Regions from separate parts of the Mus musculus genome. Here region 1 is linked to region 2. The links are chromatin contacts, called in public Hi-C maps. All regions are on one chromosome and are shown on one strand. Each heading gives the region's core, a stretch centred on a gene start, on an enhancer-like site or on the middle of the called end of the contact. The rest is flanking DNA. Distances are from core to core; before and after follow the strand shown. Region 1 has its middle 36 kb from the start of Gm36303. Region 2 has its middle 15 kb from the start of Gm42110.

The links. A called contact is a pair of places that touch in the nucleus more often than the background predicts.
Region 1: a contact with region 2 is called in a Hi-C map of the G1E-ER4 cell line, with 3 times the contacts expected there. The contact joins two enhancer-like sites. A contact is called at or near these places in 4 of 484 Hi-C or Micro-C datasets (the G1E-ER4 cell line, embryonic stem cells and trophoblast stem cells) and 1 of 9 other capture datasets (embryonic stem cells).

The regions. Positions count from the first base shown.
Region 1 is chr5:91,813,207-91,817,006 of GRCm38.p6, reverse strand. No RefSeq gene overlaps it. Among named protein-coding and RNA genes, the nearest start is that of Gm36303, 36 kb to the left of the region's middle. Within about 2 kb of position 2,511, at least 36 of the 459 cell types and tissues checked have an H3K27ac peak or open chromatin away from gene starts, as enhancers often do. A contact at or near this core is called in the G1E-ER4 cell line, where this site is marked.
Region 2 is chr5:91,462,509-91,466,608 of GRCm38.p6, reverse strand. No RefSeq gene overlaps it. Among named protein-coding and RNA genes, the nearest start is that of Gm42110, 15 kb to the right of the region's middle. Within about 2 kb of position 1,303, at least 5 of the 459 cell types and tissues checked have an H3K27ac peak or open chromatin away from gene starts, as enhancers often do. A contact at or near this core is called in the G1E-ER4 cell line, where this site is marked.

The DNA.
Region 1 (3,800 bases), core at 1,262-3,761, 350 kb before region 2:
CTCACTGTTGGAACTCTACTACACACTATAGGTGCTTACAGTGTCTGTTGCTTCTATGTCTTAGACTCTAACAACAAAACCAATCACGTCAGCCAGAGATATACTCTATACCACCATGCTAGTCAATAACTACCAGGCTGAAAGATGTCAGCATGCTGTTCTACTGTAAAAGCAGGAGCAAGGGCAGTTTCTGCTTACACTGTATCTCCAGCTGGTAGGTCCAGTGTCAGTGACAACTTACTGATGTTAGTGCTGTCTGTGGCCGTGGGAAGCTGGGGCACACAGCTCTATGATGTCCCCCTGAATAGTTTTTCTGACATTTCTCTCTATTTAGATAAAGCTGGGTTTCTTGGCTTCAACACAGAAATGATTTTTCAGGATGAGCCATTGTGAAGCAGAATTGGAGTTTATCAGGAGATTTTTTTGGCATAGATTTTGGTGAAGAAGCTAACAGAGAGACATAGCTGTGGACTTCTCACAGCAGCTGGATACCTACTGCTTTGGTAGGTGCTGAAGTTAACCCCAGGGTTTCTGAGGGATCTTTTTCTCTTCTCTTTGATAAATGAGGTCAAACGAAAGTTCCTGAGGATGTGTTGGGTGGGGTTACAATTTGATCAAATAAAACAATGATCTATAAAGGTTGCACAAGAGGTTGGAGAGACATCTTTTATGGTAGAGGGAGTGACTGGTGATGAGATTCCTATAAAATTGCAGGATCATATCAGGAAAGGGAGAAAGGCCAAGTGTGCTTAGGCCTTATGTGGTCACTGATAGTTTATTCTTGTTTGAAATTCCCCTGCGTATAAGAGACGGTGCTGCTCCGCAGGCTGCCTTCACAGTGAATTCTGTACATTGTCCTGGGATTTTTGACTCTCAGATTGTGAAATGCTTCAAGCAGACCACAGGGTTGGGGACTCCTTTCCCTTCCTGTTCCCTACCAATGTTCCCCGTCTTTCTCTCCTGCCTCAGTATAAAGTAGAAGGAATGTGGTGTACCACGTGATGATGGACTGTTAACTTCTGTTAGCCAACACACAGGAGATGCTCAGTGGCTCTGTATTTTAATAACTACACGGTGAACGGGTGAATAAATTATTTCCTAAGCAGGGCTTTAGACCTTAAGAGGAAGGCATATTAAGCTAGATATTACTATTATTTAGTGGTTTGTCAAATGATGGGCATCTCTTACTCTCTTTAGAAATGTGTGGGAGCTGGGGAGTAGGGGGGGTAGATGCTGTGTGCTCTGTCATGGTCATGGCTACAAAGTGAGCAGTGACCCTTCAAGTTTACTAGAGGAATAGCCCATGCTTGTGATGGACAGGCCAGAGAACACTTTCTCACTAGCTAAGCCACTTAGTGAGAGACAGGAGTGAGAAGGGAAATATAAATACCATACCACAGGGATCCTGGCCTTCCGGAGTAGTGACTGTATACCCACCCAGGATCACAGAGCGACGTTGGTTGTCTTTCAGAGAGAGATGTTAGGAGATGAGAGGAAGCCAGCAGACCACCATGTTCTTTTCTTTTTCTTTTTTTGAGCAGAGGGAAAGTAGATTCTTGCTTTATTTATTTATTTGTTTATTTATTTCTTTTTTAGCAACTTTAAAAGATTTTTTTTAACCTTTTTTTACTGTCCAGTTGTTATCTCCCTCCCTGTCCACTCTCTGACTCTCTTATCCCATACCTGCTCCCACCCCTACCAGTCTCCAAGAGGATGATCTCACCTTCCACCCCCACCCCACCAAATCTCCCCATTCCCTGGGGCTTTAAGGGTTAGGTGCAGTCTTCTCTCACTGGGGCCAGACCCAGCAGTCCTCTGCTGTATGTGTTGGGGGCTTCATATCAGCCGGTGTATGCTGTCTGGTTGGAGGCTCAGTGTTCTTTTCAAAGCCTAAAGAGGATCCAGCTGTTCTCTCTGCCGAGTTTCTCTTCTTGGGCCCATGAAAACTGATACCGGAGTGTTTCGCCACTCTTTTGTGTCTCCAGGCTGAAGGAATTGGTGTTTTATGAGACCGAGCAAATATCTTTTGCAACAATATTGCCTCGGATGATGTTAAATGAAGATATTCTCTCTAACATTAAGAGTGTCGCTCACGACATTTAGATCAAGCACAGGCTAGCTGTAAAAGCCTCCTCCAACGTCGCAGACACCAAAAACAAATGGATCAGAAGAGCCTGTGTTCTTGGTGAATCTTTCTTTCCTAAGGAAAACACCATTTTTGAATTCAGAAGGCGGCTGATTTTATGGACCATAAAACACTCTGATTAAATTACATAAAACTGAGTCCTGGCTTCTTATTACATAAAAAAGATGATAACCATATTTCCCCTTTCACTTTATTTTAAAGACTGGTAGGAAACGAAGCAACCCCCATCCCCGCACCTCAAAAAAGATAAAACCAACTTTACAGTTAAGAATACCACAAAGGAAGTGCTTAGGATGAAGCAGAGGGTGCTGAGAGAGGGTGTGTACTACTGCAGGAGTGAGCTTCTGAAAGCGCTGAGCCACAGCCCTCTCTAGAAGATGCACAGGGTGCTCCGGAGGCATTTGGATTCTTGGATTTCATCAAGGCTACAACAAGTTCAAGTCTCAGGGGCTTCTGTGTAAATATCACCGTCCCCTAAAACCTCTTCTTGACTGAATGTATTTCTTGTTCTCTATCCTAATCTGCTCCCATGCTCCCTGTCACCTTTCTTTGTTTCTAAGATGCTAAAAACTTATCTTATCAGCTCTGAGTGGCCCTTTCCTTAACTAATGTGGATGGTATTTTATTCATCTCTGGGCCTCTGTGGAAGATCTCATCTTTTCCGGTCTGTCTGGACTGTCTCCCAAGTATTATTTAGCCTCCTGGTAGATTGCATTCCTACAAGACTCACTCTTCCTCTTTCAGAAGGAGCTTAAACAGTGACTTTAAAATGCATGCCGATGGCCAGTTTTGGGACATTAGGATAAAAGTATACAATGTTTTAATGGATAGGTTGCTAGTTGAAATAAACATGTAGAGATAGACAGGAAATTATATGGGCTATCTATATTTTTTTAAAAGATTTTTTTCCCTCCAAAAGCACTCCAGGCCAGACTATAAAATCAAATGAACTGTTTAAAAATAATGAGAATTTATTAGGGCATTTGTACACAAGATAGAGATATAAAATATAAATTGTTTTTCTCTGTTGTGGCAAAAATCATCTGCAAATGGAAATAGAAAAAAAAAAAAAACCAACATTCCTTGTTCAATATCTACACAATACTTAGCAGTAAAGATAGCAAAATGTGGGGCCTGCGTAAAGAAACCATAAAATTGTTATTGAAAGACATAAAGCAAAAGCTGAACAAATGGGAAGACACATCGCAGTCCCAGAAAGGGAGGCTCAAGACCAGTAAATACCAGGCCCACCAAGACATGCAAACCAGAGAGTGTGTAATACTCAGTAAAACTCTAAAATGAGTGTAATTTTAGGATTAGAAGAAAAAGGTCTTAAAATTTATAGGGAAAATACTTATGCATAGAGGAGAAAAACCGAGAGAAAAGTCACTGAAAGTAACTGGTTTTCAAATATCAGGATATAGTACAAAGCAAACGGATGGAAAAGATCCCCCCTCTGCCTCCCAAAGACCTGGCTGGATATCCAATATTTACAAAAATGTACCTTCTGATGACTATGCACACTAGGGTTCCCTGAGGGATGAAATAATCAAGCATTGCAATTCGGGAAGGCGGGGAAAGGAATATTATTTATTAAACATTTTATTTACCTCTGTATTATTAATTACACAGAGGGAAATAATACGAAACATCC
Region 2 (4,100 bases), core at 54-2,553:
ACCCTAATTCAACTTAATGTCCTTAGAAGAGGGAGCTGGACACTTGTGATATAACTGCACAGGCAGAGGCCATGTGAATGCATGGCAGAGAAGGCAGATGGTCACTTACAGACCAGGAAGAGAGGTCTCTGGGCAACCCAAATCTATGAACACCTGACCTTAGACTTCCATCCTCTGGAGCTATATGAAAATAGTCTTTTATGATTTAGGCCATTCAGGTTATAAGGTTCTGTTAAATCATCCTGGTAAACAAATTTTGTCATGAAATTCCCAGCATCTTGTGTGATTCGGGTCTAGGAAAGAGGTAGAGAGCAAAGGTCAGAGAATGAAATAGTACACAGTCAAGAAAAGAAAGAGGGAAATTGGGGAAAAGTTTGAAGTAGATGTCAGTTCAGTTACTAAAGTAGATGTAGACTTTAGTTACTAAAATCTGGGCATCCAGAAGTGATTTAAAGAAATCTTCTCACCAGCTGCTTTCCTTAAGTGCTTGTAGAACCATGGTGTGGAAATCTTTTGATATTTTCTTATGTTCTTGGCTCTTACATTCTGATTCCACTGAGTTCATCATGCTCATTCCTGCTCTGAGAGTCAATCAATATGCTCGTCATCAAGGCTGCATTCCCCATCCTCACCCCCAGCTCCAGAGATTCTGCTGACTTAATCATTATTACTGCGTCAGGAATGCAAAGATGCAGTACGTGCGGGTGTATCTCTCTCTCTCTGTCTCTCTCTGTTCCTCTCTCTGTCCCTCTCTCTGTCTCTCTCTCTGTCTCTCTCTGTCTCTGTCTCTCTGTCTCTGTCTCTCTCTCTTGCTGTTTCCCTAAAAGTGTCACCTAAAAATGTCCTTGGATGTCTTAGTTTACATCTATAATTCTTGGTTGGTTCTGAAGGATGTACTGAACTTTAGAGTTGGACCTTCACAGAATAAGAACCTCCTTATAATATTCTTGCCAAGATGAAGTTTCAAGCTATCAGAGACTTTCATGAGAGCCCATTCAGCATTTCAGCGGACTTGGTTTTCATTTCGTTGCCTTAGTTGTGTCTCATGATCATTTATAAACTTGAGAACCTGCAGAGGGTAACTATGAATCAACCTACCTACCTGCTTGCTGCCTGCCTGTCTGCTTGCCTGCCTGTCTGTCTGTCTGTAATCATCTATTTCTTTATTTTGAATTTTTAATAAGGCCCCAATCCCCTATTAACCTGGGGAAAAAACAGGATGTGGAGGTCTTTAAGCCTTAGAGAACCTCCCTTCTTAGGTGTAGTTCAGCTTGTTCTGTTTTAGACTGACACCTGGTGGTCACACAGGATCAGCCACTGCCTGGACAGTGAAGAATTTTATCCCAGGGAAGAGTGGGCCACATTGTATGTTGCTCTTGCCAGCAAATACTCCAAAGCATGGGTATTTATTTTTCATTTTCTGTTGTTATATAAATCAAAGTGCCTGCTGGGATTTTACTATACTTCTCGAAAGATTTAAAAATAGGATATTTTGACTGAGCACTTCGGCTTTTCTAAATGTGTCTCAAGGAAACATGCAGACAGATTTATGTATAAGCATGTTTCTCAGTGTTATTTATACCCACGAATTTGGAACACCCCACATGTTTAAAAATACAGATTCTTAAAGTCGATGTTCCAGAACACTCTGCTTTTAAAACATGCATAATGACACAGAGAGATGTTTATAATCCACATGAAGTGTATACAGCTAATGCAAAAGCAAGTGACTCCACAGTTTTACTGTAGGGTTTCTGTATATTCCCCTCTTTTCAGGGCATATATCTAACAGTTTTTGAAAGCAAATCAAAGGAACCCAAAATGGTAAATATTTTATGTGCATCATTAACTGCATGGGAGAGTTCAGTCACATTTTCTTTTGAAAGTTATGAGTCCATTGCAACCTTTCCCCTGAAACTGGCGCATAGACATACCAATATAGTCTATTGGTGCAAAAGGTCACGAACAATGGCTTTGCTGTTCTGAGGCAGGAATAATCTGGGAAGCTCACACACACAGCTGCTTCTTTAGGCAGCTAATGGGTCTCGTGGCTGCATCAAAGCATGCTATTTCTTACGTGGCCCCAAAGATTCATTAATTTCTCCAATTAATTTGAGTTAGGCTTTTCTTCCATGCGTTGGTTAGGATGAGGAGGGAGGTGTGAACTGAATCACTGTGCATAAGGTTCAGTAAGCAGAACTGTATTTTAGCATTGAAGACCCCCCATCTCTTCCAGTACTTCTGGGACATAGATCTGACCATTTCAAACAATGCAAATGTATAAATAGATCACCTCACCTGCTTCACTGGTCCTTTAGCCTCAAAAAAGAAAGGTGAATTCAGCTCACAGTTTTTTGTTTGTTTGTTTTGTTTTTGTTTTTGTTTTGTTTTTGTTTTCTGAAGACCTGGAAGCAGCTGCCTAGGGTACCCAGAGCAGCCTGGTGGCTGGCCACACCTACCTGGAAGGGGCCGCATAATGCTTTGCAGCTCTCACATTGATTTGCTTAATACTCTCAGGCATGATTCTTACAGAATGCTTATTCTGTTTTAACATGTCAACCCTATGAACACCAGGCGGCTACTCCAAGAGGAAGATCAGTCCCTGCTAGCCCAATCCGCAGGTTGAGCTTGTCCCAGTGAAATGATACTGGCTTTTTCATTTAGTCAGTTGGTCAGCAAAACAGTGGCAACTATTGCAGAGAAGTTCCTGGTTCCCCATGCACAGGCATTGCATAGGGACTGGTAAACAGAGGTTTCCAGCTCTGGGTGGAAACACATTGTCCAAGCTTGGCATTGAATAACTTCTGCTGAATTCAGAGCAGCAGCAGCCTCCACATGACTATTTTCCATCTTCAAAGTCGTAAAAATATCTAAGTGGTGAACGTTAGCCAACATGAAAAGATAGGGATCCATCCTATAATCAGTTTCCAAATGCTGACACCATTGCATACACTAGCAAGATTTTGCTGAAAGGACCCAGATATAGCTGTCTCTTGTGAGACTATGTCGGGGCCTAGCAAACACAGAAGTGGATGATCACAGTCAGCTATTGGATGGATCACACGGCCCCCAATGGAGGAGCTAGAGAAATTACCCAAGGAGCTAAAGGGAACTGCAACCCTATAGGTGGAACAACATTATGAACTAACCAGTATCCTGGAGCTCTTGACTCTAGCTGCATATGTATCAAAAGATGGCCTAGTCGGCCATCACTGCAAAGAGAGGCCCATTGGACTTGCAAACTTTATATGCCCCAGTACAGGGGAACCCCAGGGCCAAAAAGGGGGAGTGGGTGGGTAAGGGGTTGGGGGGGTGGGTATGAGGGACTTTTGGGATAGCATTGAAAATGTAAACGAGGAAAATAACTAATTAAAAAAAAAAAGAAAAGATAAATGGGCCTGATCATGTACTATCTATCAAGACTTATAAAGTGAAATTTAACAATAGAATACTATGTGTGCTAAAACTTTTTATCTATAGAGTGTTTTCTTGTTTTGTTTCCCTCAATTTCAACTAAAATCACCACAGTGTCCAGCCATAGCTGTGACAATGTAGCTTAGGACAGTGACAGGCTTTCTTACCGTTAGGGATTTTAGCAGACTCTTTAGTTTGTATTTACATTTGTTTCCTGTTATTTTTCTCCCTCTCATGAAGATCCCTGAGAGTCCTCATCTGTCAGGACCCCTCCAGTGTATCCTCTGGTTGTAGTCATAACTACAGCCAGACTTCAGCCCTCATTAACTACTACACCCCAAGGATGGAAAGTTCTGGTTGGATCAAAATTAACAGCTGGCTGGAGAACCCTGATGAAGTTTGATTCTTAGTGATCTATTTTATTTGCATTTTATAATATTTGCTTTTAGCTAATGTACTATCCCAGACATTTAAAGGAACAAACATTAATGTTGCAAAGTATTGCTTTAATCTAGCCTTTCTCAGCTTGTGTAAACCACTTAAGATTCTCATGCTCTTTGAGATGTTATAAATTGCTGAGGTGGGTAGAAACAGAGGGTCCTAGGAACATGTTTTTCCTAAAATGTATTTACAATATATAAATAAAGAAGACATTGATTTTTGTTGTTATTTTGAGATAGTGTGTT